Linked DNA regions of Sus scrofa: regions 1 and 2 are each linked to region 3. A link is a contact called in public Hi-C and HiChIP or PLAC-seq data. All regions are on one chromosome and are shown on one strand. The core of a region is the stretch at or near the end of the contact, and the rest is flanking DNA. Distances in the headings are between cores, read along the strand shown. Region 1 holds the start of GDF11 (growth differentiation factor 11). Region 2 holds the start of SPRYD4 (SPRY domain-containing protein 4). Region 3 holds the start of PA2G4 (proliferation-associated protein 2G4).

Region 1 (4,906 bases), core at 1,620-4,119, 300 kb after region 3:
ACATCTGTGTTGGATTGATCGGGTTGGTGGCAGGCAGCAGGTCAGGTTTAGTAGGCGGCTCTGGTCTGGAGAGAGGTCATTGCACTATTTTCAGCAAAAGCCCAACCCCCTCCCTGCTTACCACCTCCTCCTCCCCCCACCCCCCCCACCCCCAAACATCAAACACACTTTCCTTACCCAGGCTGGAAGGCCTAGGGGCAGGAGGTTGGGCTGAGAGGGCAGGGGCCTCTTGGTGTAGGGAGGAGAGAGAAACTGAGGGGCTGGGCTTGGCTCCCAGAAGGGCAAGGGGGTTGGGTTCCCAGGAAGAAGGCTGGGGTGGGAGAGCCTGAGAGGGTGGAGAGAACTAGGGCAGGCACAGCAGCCTAGGAGAGGTGGGGGCTGGGGTCCAGGGTTGAGGGCTGGGGGAGGGGAGGAAGGGGGAGGGGAGCGGAGGCCATCTCTGCTGACAAACACCTCCCCCGATTAGCAGAGCACAAGTCTCTTATTAAAGCGGGTCCCTGGGGATTAGACTATAAAAGTCTCTTTTTCCTTTTCCCCTCTCTCCCTCCCCTCCCCTGGCTCCCCCTCCCTCTCTTAAGAGCTCAGCTTGGCTCTTAAAGGGGACGTACAATACCTGGCTGGAGACCCAGTTCCCTAGTTATCTAAGTCCTGGGGCAGCAGGAGGGTAGACGCTGGGGTAGAACCCCACCTGCTGATCCTTCCCCCTCCTCCCCAACCCTAGTGTAACTTGCAGTCCCCAAACTGTGCATGCAGCATCTGTTTACTTCCTGCATCCCCATTACCAGGGCTAATTCCAGGCTCAGGCCAACTGGTTAAGGGATGCTAAGGATAGAATGGGCAGGGAAAGTCCACAGCTCCATCACTCATTCTGGAAATTCTCACACACTATATATATACCACATAGACCAGAGTATCCTTTCCTTCTGTACCCTTCATCTTCTTCCAGCAAACTCTTCTTCAGAATTCCTCTACCACTCTCTGGTTTCTAAGTTTGTTAGAATCCCCACCTCCGACCCCTGCCCTCAGTCAATCTCAGACTAACCCTAGCTTCTATGAGGCAGAAGCCTCAAGAAGCAAAAGGAGACTGGGGAACTCACCACCAGATCCCAGGCCTTCCCACCCCCCACCCCAGGTTAATTTCCTAGTCCTTTGGTGTTCTATTCTTTGCAGCCCTGACCAAGTACTGTGGAGTTAGGATCGCAGAAAAATTGGTGGCAGTGTGAGGCACTCAGCCCCCCACATGCACACCTGGGTTCCCAAGCCTCTCCCTTGGGGGTGGGCCACTAGGACTCCCCTCATCCCCGGGTTTTTATGACCCATCTGCCAATAAACCAGTCTCCCCCTCTTCTCTTCAGAGCCATAAAACCAAACAGTTGGGGTGGGGGGGTTTGGCTTTGCCAAACCACTGGGGAATAAGAGAGGGCCTGGTTCCCTGGTTGTTGGAGGTGGTGGGGGGAAGACTTCAGTGGGGGAGGGGAAAAGGGAGTCATCTGATCTTAGGGAGAGCTAGGAGTTGGGGGGGGGCAGTGTTGGCCTGGATTTTCCAGGCCATAAAATTTCAAAGCAGCTCAAGTCTATTAACATGTTCATCTTCCGTTTGGCCAGGGGCTAGGACTCCTGGGTTCCCCCCTCCCTCCCATCTATTTCTTTCTTTTTCTTGCTAGGTCTTTCTCCCTCTCCTCAAGTCTCATTGAGGGTTGGGGCAAGTGAATATGGAATACAACCAACATAGAGGTCTGAGCTGCCCAACGGGTGCCCTTAGCCCCAGTGCAATGAAGTTGAGTTCTCTGAGCTCGGTCAGTACCGAGAAGGCACAGCTTTCACCCGCCCCTTGAGAGACCGAAGGGTCCCAGGTGGAATGGGTGCCAGGGCTGCCGGGAGAGATACAGGGCTCTGGTATCTCTTTCCTAGGATTAGGAGAGGAGCTCTCGGTTCTTCGCAGCCCGGGGGGCGCGTTGCAAAGCCCAAGGTGGTAGAGGTGGAGAGTTGGTGCCACTGGGAGGCGGAGAGCACCGCAGCCTGGCTGGGACTGCCTGGGTCCCGAAGCCTCCGATTCTATTTTTCAGCCTCTCTACCACGGCCTTTCGGCATCGAGTTTCTGCCCCTTCCCCTACAGGCGGACCCCGGCTTTCCCAGTATCCCCCCAAGCCGGGATCTTTTTCGCACATCCCGGCTCGGAGGTGCTATCTCGCAACGCTTTCCTTTTGCCCCCTCACCTCCGGGGACCAAAAGTGCACAGAACTCCGCAGCCCATCTCTACAGCTCGAAAAACTTGTGGAACAGCCCCCCGGCCCCCAATCCGTCAAGTTTTCTCAGAAAAGGCTTTCCGGCCGGAGTAACCCGGAACGCCCCGCTTCGAGCGGCAGGCGCTCACTTTCCCGGAGCGGGAGCGGGAGCCAGCACCCCACCGCTCTTGCCCCGCGGTCCACTTACTCTCCTGGGCCATGCTAATGACAGTCTCGGTGGTGGCGTGGTACTCGTCCTCCTCCAGGAAGTCCTCGGGCTGCAGCGCGTCGCCCTGGAAGTCGTGCAGGTCCAGGATCTGCTGCAGCGGAGGCGCCTTGGGAAGCAGCTGCTTCACCACCTCGCGGCTGATGTTGGGCGCCTCCTTGAGCCGCAGTTTGCTCAAGATCTGCGACTTGATGCTCTCCAGGCGCAGCTCACGGCTATGCTGCCGCCACAAGCACACGGGGCAGCCGTCGGGCTCGGGCGCCACGGACGCGGCCGGCCGGCTCGAGCGCTCCCCCCCGGCCCCCGCCGCCGCCGCCGCCGCCGCCGCCGCCGCGGGGCCCTCGGCCGCCTCCCCCCGGGGCCGCAGCTCCAGGGCGAGGAGCAGGAAGCCCAGCAGCAGCGGGGCCGCGAGCACCATGCTGGAGGGGAGGGGAGGGAGGACTGGGGGGCGGGGACGCCGGAGTCCCGAGGGGAGGGGGCGGAGGGAGGAGGGAGGGAGGAGGAGGGGGTCCGGGCGGCGCGGGATTGGGGGCTGCCCGGCCGAGGGGGGCCGGGGGGCCGGGGGCGGCGGGCGCGCGGGCGGGGCGGGCGGGCGGCCGGGGCGGGCGGCTGGGGGGGCCCGAGCCCGGGCCAGGCCCTTTATAGCCCCGGCCCCCGTGTCGTCAGCGGCCGCGATTGGCTGCGGAGCCAACAAAAGAGGCAGCGCTGTCATCCGAGGCGAGAGAGGGAGCCGGAGAGAGCCGAGGAAAAGAGAGAGAGGGAGGGAGCAAGGGCCCAGAGAGATGGAGAGACAGAGATATAGGGGTGGGGAAGAGGAAGGGAGAGATGGAGAAAGTCAGAATCGGAGACAGAGATAAAGGGGGAAGACACAGAGGAGAGGCGCAGAAATAGAAAGAGGGGGAGGAAGAGGAGAGAGAGAGAAACAAAGGGGAGGATAAGAGTTGGGGGGGAGACACAGACAGAAGAGACTTAAGCAGAGAGACAGAGATAGAGGAGGAAAGTGATGGCATCACTAGTGAAGGAGAGAGGGGAGTCGGAGAGCAGAGGGAGGAGAGAGTGATAGCTAGACAGCTGGAGAGCTAGAGGTCTGCAGATCCAGACCACAGGAGGTCAGGGGTACATGGAGTTGGGAAGAGGGGCTGAAGAACTGAGCCCAGAACCCGGGGGATGAGAGAGGAGAGAAATGTTCCAACAGAGCCTGGGAGGTACCAAGGGAGCCCCAGGGGCAGACCCAGGATCAGGTTCAGGCCGACATAGGCAGATGGAGACTCCTGAAGGAAGGAGAGGCAGCTCAGTGATGAGAGTCAGCCTTGGTGGGAACAGTGAGAACCCAAGAGGGGGAGGAGGTGGAGAATTTGAGCCCAAAGGAGCCCCAGCTACCAGAAGCAGCCCAAGGAAGATGAAGGGGTCTGGAAGATGGAGGGGCAGCATCAGGCTCAGCAGGGGCATCGGGAAGCATGAGATGGATGGATTGGACACGTGGGCTAGCAAGAGAGACAAGGAGAAGAGGCCAGGGGTCAGTCTGAGAAGGTGGAGAGGTGGTGGGGAGCCCAAGAGCAAGACTCAGCACTGGGAAGAGTGTGAACTTGAAATTGAGGCTTGAAAGGGAATAAGGGAGTCAGAAGGCTGGAAAAGGCACGAATCTGGGAGCACTGGGGAAACAGCCGGAGGAAGTAGGGCTGCTGGAGACCATTGTGCTTGCAGAGGAATCTGGACCTCTGGATTCATAGCTGTACTTTGGATTCGCAGGGTCTTAGAAGACTGAGAAGGGGCTTGTAGTTGTAGGGGTGAGGATGAGACAGAGGGCTGCCTTCAGACGCTTTAGTTGGAAATAGCAAATTGCAAGGGGAGAAACCCAGATGTGCGCTAGCTCTAGCCTTCAGATGTAACACTGGGTACAGCCGAGCAGAAGGGGGCCACAGCACTAAAACGCTCCTGAAGTGCTTAACTTCTGGTTTTGGATACCTCTTCCCAGATTTCAGTTTCTCTGGGCTGATTTCCTCCTTTCTTTCTTTCTTTCTTTCTTTCTTTCTTTCTTTCTTTCTTTCTTTCTTTCTTTCTTTCTTTCTTTCTTTCTTTCTTTCTTTCTTTCTTTCTTTCTTTCTTTCTTTCTTTCTTTCTTTCTTTCTCTTTTTTGGCTACTTGCGGCATATGGAGTTCCCCTGGCTAGGGATCAGATCTGATGAAAGAAATGCCTTGGGCTTCTCAGGCAGAAGAGCGGAACACTGGTTTCCTCTTTGGATTAGACGGAACCCTGGGTTGTAAGGACTGAGTTGGGCTGGGGAGTTGGAGTGGAATGAGGGAAGGAACTGGGGATGCAGGTATGAAGGAGGAAGGTTGGATAGGGATGAGGAGGGCCAAGCTGGGGAGCTTTGAAGAGATGATCTGTTCCATGGAGGACGGGAAGTAAGACCCAGCAGAATGGAAGAAAACAGACAAAACCAAAAACTTAGAC
Region 2 (4,513 bases), core at 926-3,425, 310 kb before region 3:
GTAGTCTGGAGAGATGTGCCCTCCTTAGCTAGGAAATGCTGCTGCTACCACTAAGAGCAATTTTATAGACAGAGAAAGTATTTTGTGCTCAAATAAACTTTAATTACACAAATCATTTTTGCTAGACCCAGTCCTTCTCTTTCTCTCCTAGGGGCATCCAGCTGCATCACCATCATAAAGGTAGAATAAGATGGAACCACAGGGTCAGAAAAAGCCCAACAATACATATTTTACATACATACTCACCCCACAAAGTTTTCCTCAATCCCAAATACTGCTTTAGGTTAAGTGTATTCTGCTGCCAAGTAAATGCTTGGGTCTGGGCAGGCCCCAAAATGGACTGTGCAAGACCTCAGGCCTCCCTCCTCCCTCTGGAAGTTACAACTATAGCAGAAATGAAGACAGAACTTCTCAAGAATAAAGTTTCTAGCACTAATCCCCTCAGCATCCCCCAAGTGTCTCTTCCCCCCAGTCATGATTTTAACTGGCCCAATGACTACAAGACTGACCAGGCGTTAGAGGTTTACAAATTAAGGCAGATGGACTCGGGGTGAGAAGAGCTACAGCTGTGTGGGGCTGAGAGTCTGTAACATTGAGATATAGAAAGGAAGGCTGTTAACATTCTGACACAGTCTGTAAAGCACTTTCTGAGGGAGCCAGAGCCCAGACTCTGTGTACTGTACAGAAAGGGCCAAGTCATTGACTGCACCACTCCTTCAGCCAGAGGTAGAAAGGATTTACTCTGGAGAGATTCCGTAGAGCCCCCAAAACAAGTTATGTGTGGGCAAAGGGAGGAAGAGGTAGCACAGTGATGAATAAATTCTAACAAAGCTGAAAGGTAAGACTCCAGGACTGAATACAGTCTGAGAAAGTACATTCATGGTAGCCTAGGAAATTGGCAGTAGTTTGGGGGAGGGGAGAGGGTGGCTGGCTGTATGCCTACCTTTCACAGGACGGGAAACAAAGACGACTGAGATATTGCACAGAGGACCTGTCACTGAACTAGTGACAGGTGGGAGCTGGTACTTGCTTGGGCCACAATTAAAAGGTTTCGGACACTTTTTGAGCAGGAGGCTGGCCAAGAGCATGATTAGGGACTTCAGTGATGGACATATTAGAGGCCTTCTGGTACCTCAAGCCCTGAGTGAGTCAGCAGTTCTCCATCCCAAAGGGCAAAGGCAGGCACCACTGGACCCCGGAAATCTGTCTGTAGTGTATGGACCACAGCAACCCGGTTCACATCCACCAGGCTCAGCTTCTGGGCCTCATACTCCAGCAGCAGCCCCACCTTCTCTGGCTGCCCAATGCCCTCAATAGGGGCCTTCTCGTTGGCCAACATGGTGTGCCACTTGCGCTGGGCATAGGTGAACACCCAGGAACGGTCGTCAACACCGATGCAGCTATCCCGGGACATGTCCACATCTGCCACTCCTATCCGGAATTGCTGTGAGCGCTTCACTGTCACCTCCCAGTAGTGTCTGCCACTGGTGATCGCTGTGTCTGCCAACACCACTGCCCACTCCCGGAAGCGCTCCACATTCAGGGCCAATTTTGTGGGCTCCAATCCCACCATGCCATATTTGACACCTGTGTCACTTTTGAAGAGGGCCAAGCTGCTGTGGGCTGTCTTTTCTTCCAGTTTGAAACTGACGCCTGCCGGGCAGAGAAGAGAAACGGGATAATGAGGTGAGCTAGAACTCTAGAGCTAGCGACATACACATATTCTGATCTGAAGCAGACAGTCATGAGATTACCAGGAAACGTGAATCAGAATTTCAAGCGAGAACGACAGTGGGGGCACTTTAGTATGGATAGCCCAAGAAGCCGAAAAGCTTGGACTGGGAAAGCCCTAGAATTTAAGGAAACCAGAGAAGGTCCCAAGTTTGGAATCTCAAGACCAACGCAGATGGGGGAGGGGAAACGAATCGAAGGGACTGGAGTTGTTTCTCTGAGCAGGCTCTAAGAATAACAGACCGAAACTACCTTGGAAGTGAAAGAGAATAAAAGGGGGTAATCCTACCTCTGCGGGTTTCCGCGGCAGCAATCCCTAACCTTTTGGCTCCCCAGCGGCACAGGCACAGTGGACGTGCAAAGGGCAGCGCCATCTTGCGCTCCGGATGAAGAGGACACGCCCCCCATCTGAGACCCTGCTTTCCTCCCGCGGGTTCCCATCACACGTTGCGCGCAAGGGGCGTCGCGCGGTGTGATGACGTAGGGGAGCCAGCGCCTGGCAGGGAGCCGCCATTTTAGTGAGTTCTGTTTGGTTTCACCCGTGCTTGGTCCAATTTATAAAGTTTTTCTGCAGAGAGGAAAGCTGCTCACGTTTTAACTAAATAGGATCTTTAGAAAAAGGATGTAGCAAAATGGCTAGACGTACAGATCTTAGAATTAAACAGTAATTAGGAGTTCCCGTCGTGGCTCAGTGGTTAACGAATCCGACTAGGAACCATTCAGTTGAGGGTTCGGTCCCTGCCCTTGCTCAGTGGGTCGACGATCCAGCGTTGCCGTGAGCTGTGGTGTAGGTCGCAGACGCGGCTCGGATCCCGCGTTGCTGTGGCTCTGGCGTAGGCTGGCAGCTACAGCTCCGATTCGACCCCTAGCCTGGGAACCTCCATATGCCGCGGGGAGCGGCCCAAGAAATGGCAAAAAGACAACAACAACAACAAAAAAGAATTAAGCAATAATTGGATTCGAACCCGGCTCCTCTGTTTGGCTTTGGGCAAATCAGTTAACTTCTCTAAGCCTTAATGGTTTCACTTGTAGAACAGAAAAATGTCTAGCCGTCAGGCCCTAGTAAAAATTAAACCAGAGAACAATCTAGGATACATCTTGACAAATAGCAACCACTGGGTAAGTGGTTGTACTAATAAATACTGAGTACTATAAATGTTGGTTTTGTGTTTTCAGCGCTGGCAATGGAAGGTTTAACAACAGAGAAATATCACTATTTTGGTTCAGAATGGAACTTAGGAGATGGGTGATTATGGCGGGCCTACATTTTTAACATTTTTATTTTCTTGATATTCTACATCCCTGCGTTTCAGACTGTTCACTTCAGGTGGGAGAGCCCCAGTTTCCTCAAGATCTCAACATTCTGCTGGCCAGCCCAATAAAATTTCCCTGCTTTAGCATTACAACCACCCATGCTGTGGATATGTCCCTTGCTCAGGCCACTGTTATCCTTGATATGAATTGGGGCTTTTTTGTTTTAAATGTAACCTGGGAGTTCCTGATGTTGTGCAGTGGTTAAGGATATGGATTGTCTCTGTGGCCCAGGTCCCTGCTGCAGATCCCTCCTCCAAGGAACTTCCATATGCTATGGTGCGGCCAAAAATAAAGCTAAATAAATGAATGAATGTAGTAGCTTATAAACTGGTCTCCAGTTTCCATCCGACTGCTTTAATCCAATGTCCACACTACAGAGTGATTTTATGTCACAAATCTGATGATGCACTCCTCTAACTAAAATCTTTCAATGTATCTGCACCAAATTTGCTGGCATTGTCATAAAGCTTTACATGATAGGACTGCTGCCTACCATCGTCTTTCTCACCAGAGTCCCTCTTTCAAAGGTCTGCAATCTAGTGGAGAGATAGATGAGAATATTGGCAGCTGCAATCTGATGCGATACAGGCAAAGGAGAATACATTACTCTAACATATGAGGGTGTGTTGGAGAGAGACTTCCCAGAAACCATAGCTATAGTTTGCAAAGCAAAAATGGTTAAGCAGGAGTTCCCATTGTGGCTCAGTAAGTTAGGGATCAGACTAGTGGAGTCCCTATTGTGGCTCAGTGGTTAACAAACCCTACTGGTATCTGTGAGTACTCCGGTTCAATCCCTTGCCTCGTCCAGTGGGTTAAGTTTCCAGTGTTGCTGTGAGCTGTAGTGTAGGTCGAAGACGCAGCTCAGATCCCGAGTTGCTGTGGCTGTGGTGTAGGCCAGCAACAGACTTCCATGTGCTGAAGGTGTAGCCTTAAAAAAATAAAAAATAAAAAAATAAATCAGACTAGTATGCACAAGGATGTGGGTTTGAGCCCTAGTCCAGCTCAATGAGTTAAGGATCCAGCATTAACTCAAGCTGTGGCATAGGTTGCAGATTTAGCTCAGTTCTGTTATTGCTGTGGCTATGGCATAGGCCTGCAGCTGCAGCTCTGATTTGACCCCTAGCCTGGGGACTTCCTTATGCCACATGTGCCGCCATAAAAGAAAAGAAAAGGGGGGGAGGTAAAGCAGGTGGGGGAGCCCCAGTTTGCTCAAGACCTCAGCTAATGTCCTCTTCCCAAATAGACACATTTTCTCTAGAGTATCTCATCCACACTGGTGGAGTCCACTATCATCTATTGGAAAAGAACTCTCAAAATCTCTACCCCATATTTCTTTTCTTTTCTTTCTTTTTTTTTTTTAGGGCCGCACCCTTGGCATATAAAGCTTCCCGGGCTAGGGGGCCAATTGAAGCTGTAGCCACTGGCCTGTGCCACAGCCACAGCAACATAGGATCCAAGCCATGTCTGC
Region 3 (4,430 bases), core at 1,150-3,649:
ACCAAAGACCGAAGTACCCCTGGGAACAGAATCCCATTGGATCAGTCCTGCAAGTGTTGTCTAAGTTACCATCTAAGCAATACCTCAAAGCTAAACATTTCCTGGTGCCATTGCTTTAAGGATGAAAGAGAGAACAAGTTGTGCCTCTTGGGAGTTCCCATGGTGGCGCAGTGGTTAACGAATCCGACTAGGAACCATGAGGTTGCGGGTTCGATCCCTGCCCTTGCTCAGTGGGCTAAGGATCTGGCGTTGCCGTGAGCTGCGGTGTAGGTTGCAGACGCAGCTCGGATCCCACATTGCTGTAGCCCTGGTGTAGGCCGGTCGGTGGCTACAGCTCTGATTCGACCCCTAGCCTGGGAATCTCCATATGCCGAGGGAGTGGCCCTGGAAAAGGCAAAAAGACAAAAAAAAAAAAAAAAAAAAAAAAAAGTTGTGCCTCTTGGAATGTACTTACCTATCCATCTCTAAATTGCTACCTTCCTTTCCTAAAAAGAGCCAACACTTCCTTATACATTGTGACAACTGGTGACACTGTATGCACTGTCTGTCTCCCTAGGCAAGGCAGACTTTCCCAAGATGATAGCTGAGGTGTGCAGGACAGAGTCATGAACTTCAAGGAGGTTCTCAGCAAGGTATCCAACACACTGGCAAAGCAGACTGGGGGAAATTTATAGGCGTCAGGGACAACAGGAGGGCAGACATAGAATTGCTGACCCGAAGCTGATGCATTGTTAAATGCTACCTTCTTCCCTTCCCAGACACCCCAATTAAGTGTTAGTAATCTCAATATGTAGACTTATTTCTTTATATAACAAGTCAAGGAGACTTAACCTAAGGTCTCTGGGCTTCAGCAAGCTTGGGCTTATAGCTTTTAGCAGATCTCAATGAGGTATGTGACCCAAAAGAGTTTCCAACTGGTATCTGGAATCCCAAGTGCCTCAGAAGTTATAAACTGCAAGAGGAAAAAAAAGTTTTTCTGTTTTCAAACCACTAAATGTCCATTATGTTATAAAGCATTGTTCTGTTCACTGGATATCCTCTCCAAGGCCCAAAGTGAACTATAGGTTTGATTTTTGTGATCCAAGTTTTGGGGATTTTTTGGAAGTTTGAAAAACTCAGGTTTTTAGCCATAGGATCAAAGGCATCCTAAATACCTATCTTTACTGTCAAAACCATTTAAAAGCCCAAAGACAAGCATCTTCTGTCCCCTAACTGGGTTTTAAATCGCAAAGAGAGAAAAGAGAAAGTGAGACATCTGCCTAGAGTGGCAGGCAGCTGCTGAGAAGTCTGAGCGAGCCCCCATAAGGATAACTTCCGAGATCCTATAAAGTCAGTCTCCCCTTTACCAGTGCTCTACACAGGTTTGCCTGGTTGGGGTGAAAAGAACCTCAAAACACTCCTAGAGCTGTCAAACCCCTGAGAGCAATCAAATTTGACAACTAACTAAAGCTATCTGCGCAGATTGGAGATGATAACTTCAAGAACAACCAGATACGTCTCCAAGAGTTATGTTAGGGGTTCTCCAGGGGTACCCTCCAACGGTCCCTGAGCTGGCCCAAGAGTAGAAGGCGGCCCCCTCCAGGGAGGGAGCTGAAGTAAAGAACGAAAGACTACAGCAAAGCACGTGGTAGGGAAGCTAGTGTCAGGGACTGTAGCGGAGGAAGGGAGCCGGCGATCCGCTGGGGACCCGGCAACACGTGCCGGCTAGGCTCCTGACGGCGGGGAGCAGCGACAAAATAGAGGAGCGTTTCGTTTCCGAGGTGGCCTCCCTGCTGCCAAAATCAGAGGCAGAGATCCAGACAGAAGGATGAAGAGCAGGACATACGCCCTGCCTCCTTACCAAGGGCCTAGGGTCGGAGCCAGCCGGGGCCCCGCTCTGCGCTCTTCCCTGCCACCCGCCTGCATCTTCACAGACTCCAGCCCAGGCCTAGCCGCTCAGGTCCCAAACGCGATAACGAGCCTTCCCACCACGCCAAACCCAGCAGACCCGCGGGGGGCCCTCACTAGCCCACTCTGCATGACCCCACCGCTCCAGCCCCTCACCGGCTCGTCAAGCACCGTCCCCCTTGCCTCTCCCTCCCAGCCTCGATCTCCGGACCCCCGAGGCCGCACTCACGGTTGGCGATGTCGCCCCCCATCTTATACTTGGTCACGACCAGGTCCTCGGCGATAGTCTGCTCCTGTTGCTCGTCCTCGCCCGACATCTTCCCACCACCACCACCGCAGCCTCGTTTCTCCTGAGCCGCTGCCTCTGTCGCCCTTCCCAACCACAGGCTGTGGCCAGAGCCCCTTCGATCCGCGAGGAGAGCGCGAGCAAAAGCGCGAGCAAGCTAGGGAGCGGGCGGGCGAGAGCGAGAAACTGCGAGCGCGCGGGCTGATGCGCAGGGCATGCTGGGACAACGAGTCCCTCCCGCCGCCAGCCTCTAGCTGCCCTCGCGGACTCGCGAACTACAATTCCCAGCCTGCCTTTCGCGCCCCTAAGCCAGGCCCTGGGGCCTTGCCCTCCGAGGGCCTCGCACGCCGGAATCGCCAAGCACGCTGGGAAGGGTCAGGCTCCGGCGGGAAGGCGGAGCCGTTGGAGAGCATGAGGGGAAGCGTGGTCTCTCCCGGAAAAACCATATCCACCAGGAGCGCTGAGCGAGAACCCGTAATAGAGGGAGGCGGGCTAAGGGAGAAGGGGGCGGAGCTACGGCGGGGACGTGGGTTTGGAGGCTGCGGGGCAGGGTGGAGCAGAGACGAGTGGGGGTGATTGTATCAAGGGCGGGGAGGCTGGGTACGCCCTTCCTCGGATCCCTGGAGCGGCAGGCGGACCGGCCTGGCCAGTCCGATCGTCCTCAGGTGCTGGGAGGGGCAGAGCGAGTGTGGAAGGAGACCCGGAGTGCGTGGAGCAGGGACTAACTGGGCACCAGATTTCTGTGGGATTATCCATGTACAGCCTTCCAAGTCTAGAGGCCGGCTCCCTCTGAAGATGGCACTATTGTTCCAACAACAGGCTTTGATGGCACCTAAGACGGACACTTTTTTTTAAAGTTGTGAAACGTTTGAGAGTTTCAGTATTCTACCTCTTGGGGCCTTTTCTAACTGCCCCAAACGTGTTTTGTTTGGTTGTTTTGTTACTCCCAGTTAGTCGGTTGCCCTATACAGATTCCTAGTAAAACGCTTAAATGAAAAGGACTGTACCCTTTGCTTGTCTAAAGAGACTATAAGGAAAGTGGGGCTGGAGAAAGCTACAGGGGGCCAAGTAGGACTGTGGGGAGACAGAGAAGGAAGCATGCCATGGTAGCCATTCTCTGCTGTGGAACGGAGAAAAGGGCTGATCTGTCCACTCACTAAAGTTTGTCGTTAGACAAGAAGCTGCAAAACCTTGGCATCTTTATTCAGACATGTATAAAAACAAAACAAAAACTTGAGGGATAAAAACAGATACTCCCAGTTTCCCATTCAAAGGAACTGAGGTCTGAAGCCGGGTCCTCTTTTTCATCTCCACTGGAAGCTTCCCACTACTGAATGAGAACTGCTCCTAAAAAATGGCTCTGGGGACCGTCTGAGTCTGTCCCTTAGGCAGATATCATATGTAGCACACGAAGATTACGGTTTACACAGAGATGTCCAGTTATTTTTCCTTCTGTCCACCCCCTTACTCCCACTTGCTGAGATGAGCAGTCCAGGTGTAGGAGGAGGCTGTGGATATTGGGGTTAGACTTGATTCAGTGCAAACACAAGAAGACAATACCTCTTACTAGTGCTCTGACTTTCATCAGTTTTCTTTGACACCTTACACTAAGAGCATGGTGCATTGGAAAATTTTGAATCCTGGACCTGCTACTTGATTTACTTAATCTCCTTAAGGCTCAGTTTCCTTATTTGTAAAATGGGATAATGCCTAGCTCACAGAATTGGTGTCAAGGATTAAGTGAGATGGGTAAGTTTAGATGATACTTGGCACACAGTCAACGTTCAATGAACAGTAATCATTACTATATACTCCCAACCTCTTTCTTCACAAGATTTTTAAGCATCTCATTCTTTCTAGGGGGTTAAGAATCATAAGCCAAAAATCTCACTTTCTCCTGCCATTTTCCCTCCTTTCCTCTTCCTTAAAAGTCTGCTGGGAAACAAAGTCACACTTTAAAGCCTAGTCTCAACAAGTCAGAGTCTGAGAGAAAGGGATATGGGGAGGAATCCTTCATATCTCCAGGGAGTTCCCCTGAGAAAGTTGAGGAATAGGATTGGGAAAGAGCACAAAATAAGGAAAACTATCTCCTTTCCTGGGATTGGGAAAGAGAAGAAAGTGCACAGCTGGCTATATACCACAAGAACGTTGTGTCAACACGTTTAAGGCCTCCAAAGTTTGAATGGAATTGTCTGGGACTAGGGAAATGGCGCTGAGACCTGTGAGGGAGAGGGGCTAAAGAGAAGAGGGGTACCCT

What was found. A called contact is a pair of places that touch in the nucleus more often than the background predicts. HiChIP or PLAC-seq counts read pairs in DNA pulled down with a chosen protein or histone mark.
Region 1: a contact with region 3 is called in a Hi-C map of epiblast stem cells, with 2.4 times the contacts expected there. The contact joins the promoter of GDF11 here to the promoter of PA2G4 in region 3. A contact is called at or near these places in 1 of 5 promoter capture datasets (fetal liver), 5 of 47 Hi-C or Micro-C datasets (alveolar macrophages, embryonic fibroblasts, epiblast stem cells and 2 more) and 2 of 2 datasets of contacts at active chromatin or transcription factors (alveolar macrophages and skeletal muscle).
Region 2: a contact with region 3 is called in an H3K27ac HiChIP or PLAC-seq map of alveolar macrophages. The contact joins the promoter of SPRYD4 here to the promoter of PA2G4 in region 3. A contact is called at or near these places in 1 of 5 promoter capture datasets (fetal liver), 5 of 47 Hi-C or Micro-C datasets (alveolar macrophages, heart right ventricle, liver and 2 more) and 2 of 2 datasets of contacts at active chromatin or transcription factors (alveolar macrophages and skeletal muscle).

Annotation. Positions count from the first base shown.
Region 1 is chr5:21,189,351-21,194,256 of Sscrofa11.1, reverse strand. GDF11 (growth differentiation factor 11) reads right to left here and starts at 2,869. Exons shown (of 3, transcript NM_001244310.1): 1 at 2,434-2,869. The coding sequence starts at 2,869.
Region 2 is chr5:21,802,007-21,806,519 of Sscrofa11.1, reverse strand. It overlaps SPRYD4 (SPRY domain-containing protein 4), which reads right to left and starts at 2,175. Exons shown (of 4, transcript XR_002344303.1): 1 at 2,021-2,175; 2 at 944-1,653. MIP (lens fiber major intrinsic protein) reads left to right here and starts at 1,556. Exons shown (of 6, transcript XM_021092895.1): 1 at 1,556-1,686. GLS2 (glutaminase liver isoform, mitochondrial) reads left to right here. Exons shown (of 18, transcript XM_003481629.4): 18 at 1-115.
Region 3 is chr5:21,493,966-21,498,395 of Sscrofa11.1, reverse strand. It overlaps PA2G4 (proliferation-associated protein 2G4), which reads right to left and starts at 2,399. Exons shown (of 14, transcript XM_013988304.2): 1 at 2,117-2,399; 2 at 1-19. The coding sequence starts at 2,204. ERBB3 (receptor tyrosine-protein kinase erbB-3) reads right to left here. Exons shown (of 28, transcript XM_021091799.1): 28 at 3,356-4,430.